Linked DNA regions of Hordeum vulgare: region 2 is linked to region 1. A link is a contact called in public Hi-C data. All regions are on one chromosome and are shown on one strand. Each heading gives the region's core, a stretch centred on a gene start, on an enhancer-like site or on the middle of the called end of the contact. The rest is flanking DNA. Distances are from core to core; before and after follow the strand shown.

Region 1 (3,196 bases), core at 339-2,838:
ATTTCCAGAAACAAAAACATACATGTACATCCTATCGATGCAAAATTTTAGAATATCTACTATACTTTTTAATGGTTTAGTAGAAAGCATGCATAGAAGTCATCGTTGTCATCGTCGTCGGTGGTGGTTGGTGGGCTTGCTAGCGTCGGTGGTTTTGATGTGAAATTGAGCGAGTGTTTGGAGCTTGGGTGAAGAGCTTGTCCCGTCCTTGGGTCTACGACCGATGATGACAATGACCACGAGCAACATTGACCTTCTTGAGGGCATTGATGAATTGTTGTCGCCCCATCGACATGGATCAATATGTCGCTGCAGCTTTAGGGAAACCCTAGATATGATAGTGCATTGGCGTTGTATCCCCTCTAGAGGTATTCTTCTTTGGAGCTGGCAGACAAGCAGGGCCCGTGAAAGGCGACGATATCGGTGTTGAGGTTTCTGTCACGAAGATGTCGCGGTGAGCGATGGCACGGACACACCGATGGTTGATGTAGTTGCCTCTTATTAGGCATGTCTTCGGGATTTGCCTATGTTTCTTTGTTGTTATGGAGTCGAAGTTGCGACGATGTGGCTTCGATGATGACGATGACAGATAGCAAGTGGTATGTTTGGTGATTTTTCGCGAGCCAACTTTCCTCATCGTTGACGACTGAGTTCTGACACGGATCTTCATGTGATCTCGTACGACCTCTACGACGTGGGGGGACGTTCTACACAAAGTCAGAGTTGCTTTAGGGATGACGATGGCGTTGCTTAGACAGAAGTGGTGACGATGAAACTTGTTTACTACCTCGACGAGGCTCCCTTTCGAGAGGTGTGTGTATCGCTCAGCGGATTGTACCGATTTACGTTCATAATTAACCGTATAATTCTCTTTAATAATGTCCTAATTAGGGGACGAGTCAAAAAAGATGCCACTGTTTCGAGAAAAAGAAATATGCACACAGACGTATACCATATAAATCCTTGTGCTAGAGGAAAAGATAGACCAGAAAGAGCGCACACACATGCATGCATTTTTTACGCGCAGTTGACGTGACCACACCGCAACGCAAAGCACAGAAGGCATGTTCCAACCCCCGGCACAAAAACGAAAAGACACCCCGAGGAAGTGAAAACCAAGAAGGGCCAAGCACGGCCGGAAATGGCAAAGCACCCCCGGCCCCCGCGCGACCCAGCACAGCACAGCACAGCACAGCACAGCAGCCTCCCACCACAACATAGCGGCGGCACCGGGTATCGAGCATCCAAATCCAAGCCGAGCCCGAGAGCTGAAGCATAATCACGCGGCGCACACCACTCACCAGTCGCCAGGCCGCGCCACTTGCCCACCCCCCTCGTGCCCGCAGCGCTGCGTGCGCTTCCCTTTCCCACCGTCCCTTTCGCCCCGCACCCTGTCGGAGACCGACGCTCCTCCCCTCCCCTCCCCGTCCCCGTCCCCGCCACGCGCCTCGGCGTCGCCTCCACTCCTCCCCCCCTCCCCGCCACTCGCCTCGGCCGCCCCCTTCCGTGCGGAGGCGGCAACCTGTGACGCCCCAAAGTCGGCGCACCTGCTCCCACTGGGAAAGTAGCCGTTGCGGCGTCGCATTTATAGCGACCGCCAGGCGTCACGATGGCCGCTGCTCGGCGGTGAGGAGGAGCCCGCTCTCGCGCGCTCGGTGGTTGGTGGAGCGGAGATGCCGCTGGTCAGGTTCGAGGTGCGGAATGAGGTCGGGCTGGGCGACCCCGGGCTGTACGGCGCCGCGGGGGCAGGGAAGCGAGGCGGCGCCGGCGCCGCCGCCGCAGGGGAGGCCGAGCCCAAGGCGCTGCTCGAGGGCGTCGCCGTCGCGGGCCTCGTCGGGATCCTGCGCCAGCTCGGAGATCTCGCCGAGTAAGCCGCCCCCTCCCCTCATCTCCGTCGCTCCCTGCCTCGCGGTCTGATTTCAGTTTTTCCTGCGTGATTCGATTCGGCGAGTTGTGTGTGTGTGTGTGTGCTTTTTTTCCAGCCTTCCAGTGTGAGATCTGCTGCTCTCCGTGTGTGGTGATTTTGGCGGGCAACTACGGTTGGGGAAGTGTTTGGTCGCTGGTTTACTGGAGTTGAGGTGTTTGTGCTTGAGATTGGGGGTGATTGGAAGGTAGTGGGATCTGGTGTTGAGGTGGTTGCATTTGATAACGCGAGATTGAGTGCGGGGTTCTAGGAACTATAGGAATTATGGCAGGGTTTCCGCTCGCCGATTATGGACAAAGCAGCAGTGCTGCGTGGCTGGAACTGGATAGTATTTCGTTTTGGGCACTGGTGGCTTTCGAGCTCATTTCCGAGAGAGCATTAGGATTGAGTCGGGTAGAACCAAATTGTGTCTTCAGAGCGTTATACGAGCTAAACTATACAATCAAGTGGGTTTTTACCGCGTTTGCTAGGTTTTTGGAGGTATGCTTTGCTGAATTGGTAGGAACTATCGGTGTACTCTAGGTATGCCATGTTTGGGTAAGATCCCATGTTAGGATGGATTTATTTTATCACACTAGCTATATTATATAGATCGTGATTCTGAAAAGTTCCTGTTCTAGACGGCTTAGTGGGTGACTGGTTGAATTCGTTGAATATGTGGGAATAAAGGAGTGTTTGCTAATTCTTGTGCGACTGTTTCCATGGCTTCTAGCAATTTCTACTGGTTGTGTGATCAAAAATGTCACCACTCTTGGGAAGTCTTTTATTTATGGTAAACGTTTCCACGAACGCTTCGGCCGGTCTCGTCCACTCGCTCGCGGCTATAGCAAATCAAATCGGGAGGGCCCATCACGTTATCTCTTTCCTCATCCCCGCATCCTCCTCCTTCTTTTTTCCCAACCTCCTGGTTGCCATGGGAAATCCTACCCCGGCGATCTCCTCCAACGAGCCCCCGTCTTCTTCTCCGGCGAGCACCCTCGAAGCCTAGCATCGAACCAGTGTCCTCCCCTCGATTTCCCCTCTTTGAACTGCTCCATGGTGACTGGAGCTGCAACGGGCATGGCCGGCGAAGTTGCATCCATGGCCGAAGGCGTAATTTACTACATGCTTCAACCGGCATCGAAATTTGGTACAACCGGCACCGCATTTTGCTATCACCGGCGTCGCATTTTGCTACATCGCACATGGCATTGCGATTTTGCTACATCCATCACGGCTGAGCTGCGACCCGTGACGGCGGAACCATGCTCGCGTTTGTTGCAACTGTTGACA
Region 2 (3,196 bases), core at 210-2,709, 140 kb before region 1:
ACCACAATGTCTTCTTCATGTGAGGACGAATCATTCGATGAACAAATGAGATTATGAAAAAAATACTCATTTCCACTGTCCATGATACCTTGTGAGGAAAGTGTCAAACATATTATAGTCGTGGTGGTTGGCATATATTGCGTTCGTTGGCGGTAGCTGTTGGCGTGCCCCTCGCAAGCAGCCGACTAGGCTGGCGATGGCGTTCGGCGTCCTGCGGCTATGCAATGCCTGCTAGAAGGTGACGAGGTCACCGTCCGTCGTTACCGCTCGTTGCTTCTTCCCCCACCAGAAGAGCCACGAATACCGCTTGCGTGGGAGAAGGCTATGGCATGGGGGTTGATCGTGATGTAGGAGGCATGAGGAAGACAGTGAGGAAAAATGGATAGGGCTGACGTCCACGAGGATGGCGAGTAGAGGGAGGGGCGTAGGAAAGGGCAGGGAAGAGAAAAGAGTTATGTCCTCGACGGGCGTGCGAGGGGAGGACAAAGGCGTGTGTCTCGCCCGTCCATGCACTATTCGTTTCGGCAAACGCCGCCCAAATATAGGCCGGGGACAGGGCGAAAGTGGACTAAAAACGAACATTTGTCTGCTTGCTTTTCTGCTTTTGATCAAAAAAAATTATCAGTTTAACACTAAATGGATGCGACCAAACGATCTGGGGAGTAGGCCATAAAAATTATAAATTGTATTTTTATGTCATGTGCATGTGAGCTCACAACTAGAATCACATTTTCAGCGTTCCATTAATCTTTGAGGGTTCTAGAAAACTTGACTAGTTGTGATACTCGGAAACTTGTCTAGTTTTTCTTTTTGTTGTGATACCCGAAAACTTGACTAGTTGACTCTAGTGTATCTAGCCAAGAGCTATTTTAGTCGATAGCTCAAAACACCTTTTCTACAGTAGAGAGCCCATACCTTCTTACTACTTTTTTCGGTTTATAGGACTCATCACAAATTTTTTAGATTTTTATTATATAAGGCTTATTTTGAGTCTAATTCAGTTAAATTACTTTGAAACACATACCATATTTAATTCATAAAGATAAAAAAAAAGAAATTAATCACTATGCATGTTTTTTTTTTTTATGTACGAGGCAAGTCTAATGAAAAGAAGGATGCTACATTAATTGCTTCAAAAATTAAATACTACTAGTATGTGAAAATATTTCATTAGCTATTTAAAAATAGTGTTATTCATTTATAATCTATCTCGGTTGATGAGATTTCAGATTCAAGTCTTATAAATCGAAAAGGAGGGAGTACTTTTTTTTTAGTCGATGCAAGTTTATCGCCGTACGAGTAGTCGAGTACGCGCGGCCACGTGAAACCGGTACGCTCCCATGACTCCATAGCCCCACCATGGAACTGGATCAAGAAAACAGACGGAAGAACCTGTACCGTACCGTCGTATAGTGTCGGCTAGTGCTGGCCGCTGCTGCTGGACCGGGCGCGCCCTACACAAGCACACACCCATGTGTCCGTCCGCCGTCCTCGGCATCCACCCACCGCCGTCCATGGCCTCACGCTCCTTGGTTTCTTCAGCTGGACGCATCTCCGTTCTGTGGCCACATACAGATACCGGTGCAGACTACAGAGGTACCGAGCTCGATCCATCCAAACTGGCATCGCTACGGCCGTGATTACTCCGCTGAAACTAACTCCCGATCCGATCTGAACTTCCGAAGCGAAAAGGGATGTAGTACGTACCCTCGCTTGACGACCGACCGGTACCCGTCGGCAGTACGGTTGCAGGTAGTGTTAGCCTGTCAGCCATGGCGCCACTATGGTCCATCGACCAGTGCCCTCCACCTTGCAAGCGCAGGATCAGCAGTCCAGCACCGACGGTCGCGAAGATGAAAGATGGCCAGTCCTTTCCTTGGCTAGACCTACACTACTGCTAGCTTAGCTACCTAGTCCATCGGCGTCACCCCAGTGGGAGTGTCAGTGTGTGGCTCACGGTTCAAGCTCAGCGTGACACCACTGACTCGGCAGTCCACCGAATCTCGCTGAGCCTAGCAACTGTGTACACGGAAGCTGAAACAGCATTCGTATCTTGTAGTAAAATCTCTGTGCAATTCCTTCTGGTGGCGGCCGAGAGCATCCCAAAGACAAAAACATAAAATATCTACTCGAGAGTCGAAAGTCGGAACCTTGGCTAGCATCGGGAGGCAGTGATGCGTATACGCATTGTCGCCGGCACCAACCCACCATGCCGCCGCCGCCACCAACTCGCCGATTTTTCAAGTGCGTTGTCGAGCTGGTCAACCCTGTCACACGGCGACTGAGGAGGATTAGAGTAATTGGGGCCGAGCGGAGAGGAAAGATTCCGACGAGCTCGCCGGCTTATCTTATCTTAGGCGAGTGAATGGTACGAGGGGAGAGCTGACAAAAAAGGCGTGGGGCAGTGGACCAGTGGGAGTGAAAAGGCAGCGCTCGATTTCTCAAGGACAGCTGCTGCTTTCCGCCCCTGGTCATGGTCCTGCCCATGCGATCGGAGTGGTTGCTCACTTTGAGTTGTTTCCTTGGACCATGCATGGGCATGCACAATGCGATGCGTTGCTTACTTGCTTGCATTGCCTTTTTTGTCTCCCTGGCAGATAATGTAGCTCACATGGATATGGTGGATCAAAGTGAGTTGTTTGCGGTACCAAGTTTTACCACTTGAGCCAAATTAGAGTTTGAGGGTATCATGGTTTTGATAAAGGGGTTATATCATTTATGTTACTAGTTGTGTCTTGGTACTCAGTTTTGCCATCGGAACTACAACTTTTTTAAAAATGTCATCACTTCATTAGGCACATTGTAAAACGATGCCACCGGATATCATCAATGTCAAGCTTAAAGCCTATCTGCGAGGTTATATGACTAAAACACCCATGGACCAACATGCCATCTCTTCCTCTATCTTACTATGGTAAAGTGTCGTTCCAACTTGATCCCTATCAACATTCTTATTTTTCTCTAAAATCACTCGCTTGCTTACTCCTCGCAAGTGGGATCCACATTTATTATTGTGAGATAGAGAGAGCTCATATGTGAGTCTGGAGGTATTCTGGTTGTATAACATGTTCAACGGGTTTGATTAGACAATAACGATGTTTAATGGTATTTTTTAACAAACATCTAATGGAACGATGACTGTTTTTAAGTGTCTAATGTCCTTTTTAAGAAAGCATCCGTAGAAAATATGCCAGAG

The links. A called contact is a pair of places that touch in the nucleus more often than the background predicts.
Region 2: a contact with region 1 is called in a Hi-C map of leaf, with 3 times the contacts expected there. The contact joins the enhancer-like site here to the promoter of LOC123443170 in region 1. A contact is called at or near these places in 3 of 6 Hi-C or Micro-C datasets (leaf and seedling) and 1 of 1 datasets of contacts at active chromatin or transcription factors (embryo).

What each region holds. Positions count from the first base shown.
Region 1 is chr3H:115,193,995-115,197,190 of MorexV3_pseudomolecules_assembly, reverse strand. LOC123443170 (SCAR-like protein 2) reads left to right here and starts at 1,588. Exons shown (of 10, transcript XM_045119463.1): 1 at 1,588-1,867. The coding sequence starts at 1,674.
Region 2 is chr3H:115,334,829-115,338,024 of MorexV3_pseudomolecules_assembly, reverse strand. No RefSeq gene overlaps it. Among protein-coding and RNA genes, the nearest start is that of LOC123443170, 140 kb to the right of the region's middle. Within about 2 kb of position 1,459, at least 3 of the 3 cell types and tissues checked have open chromatin away from gene starts, as enhancers often do. A contact at or near this core is called in leaf and seedling, where this site is marked.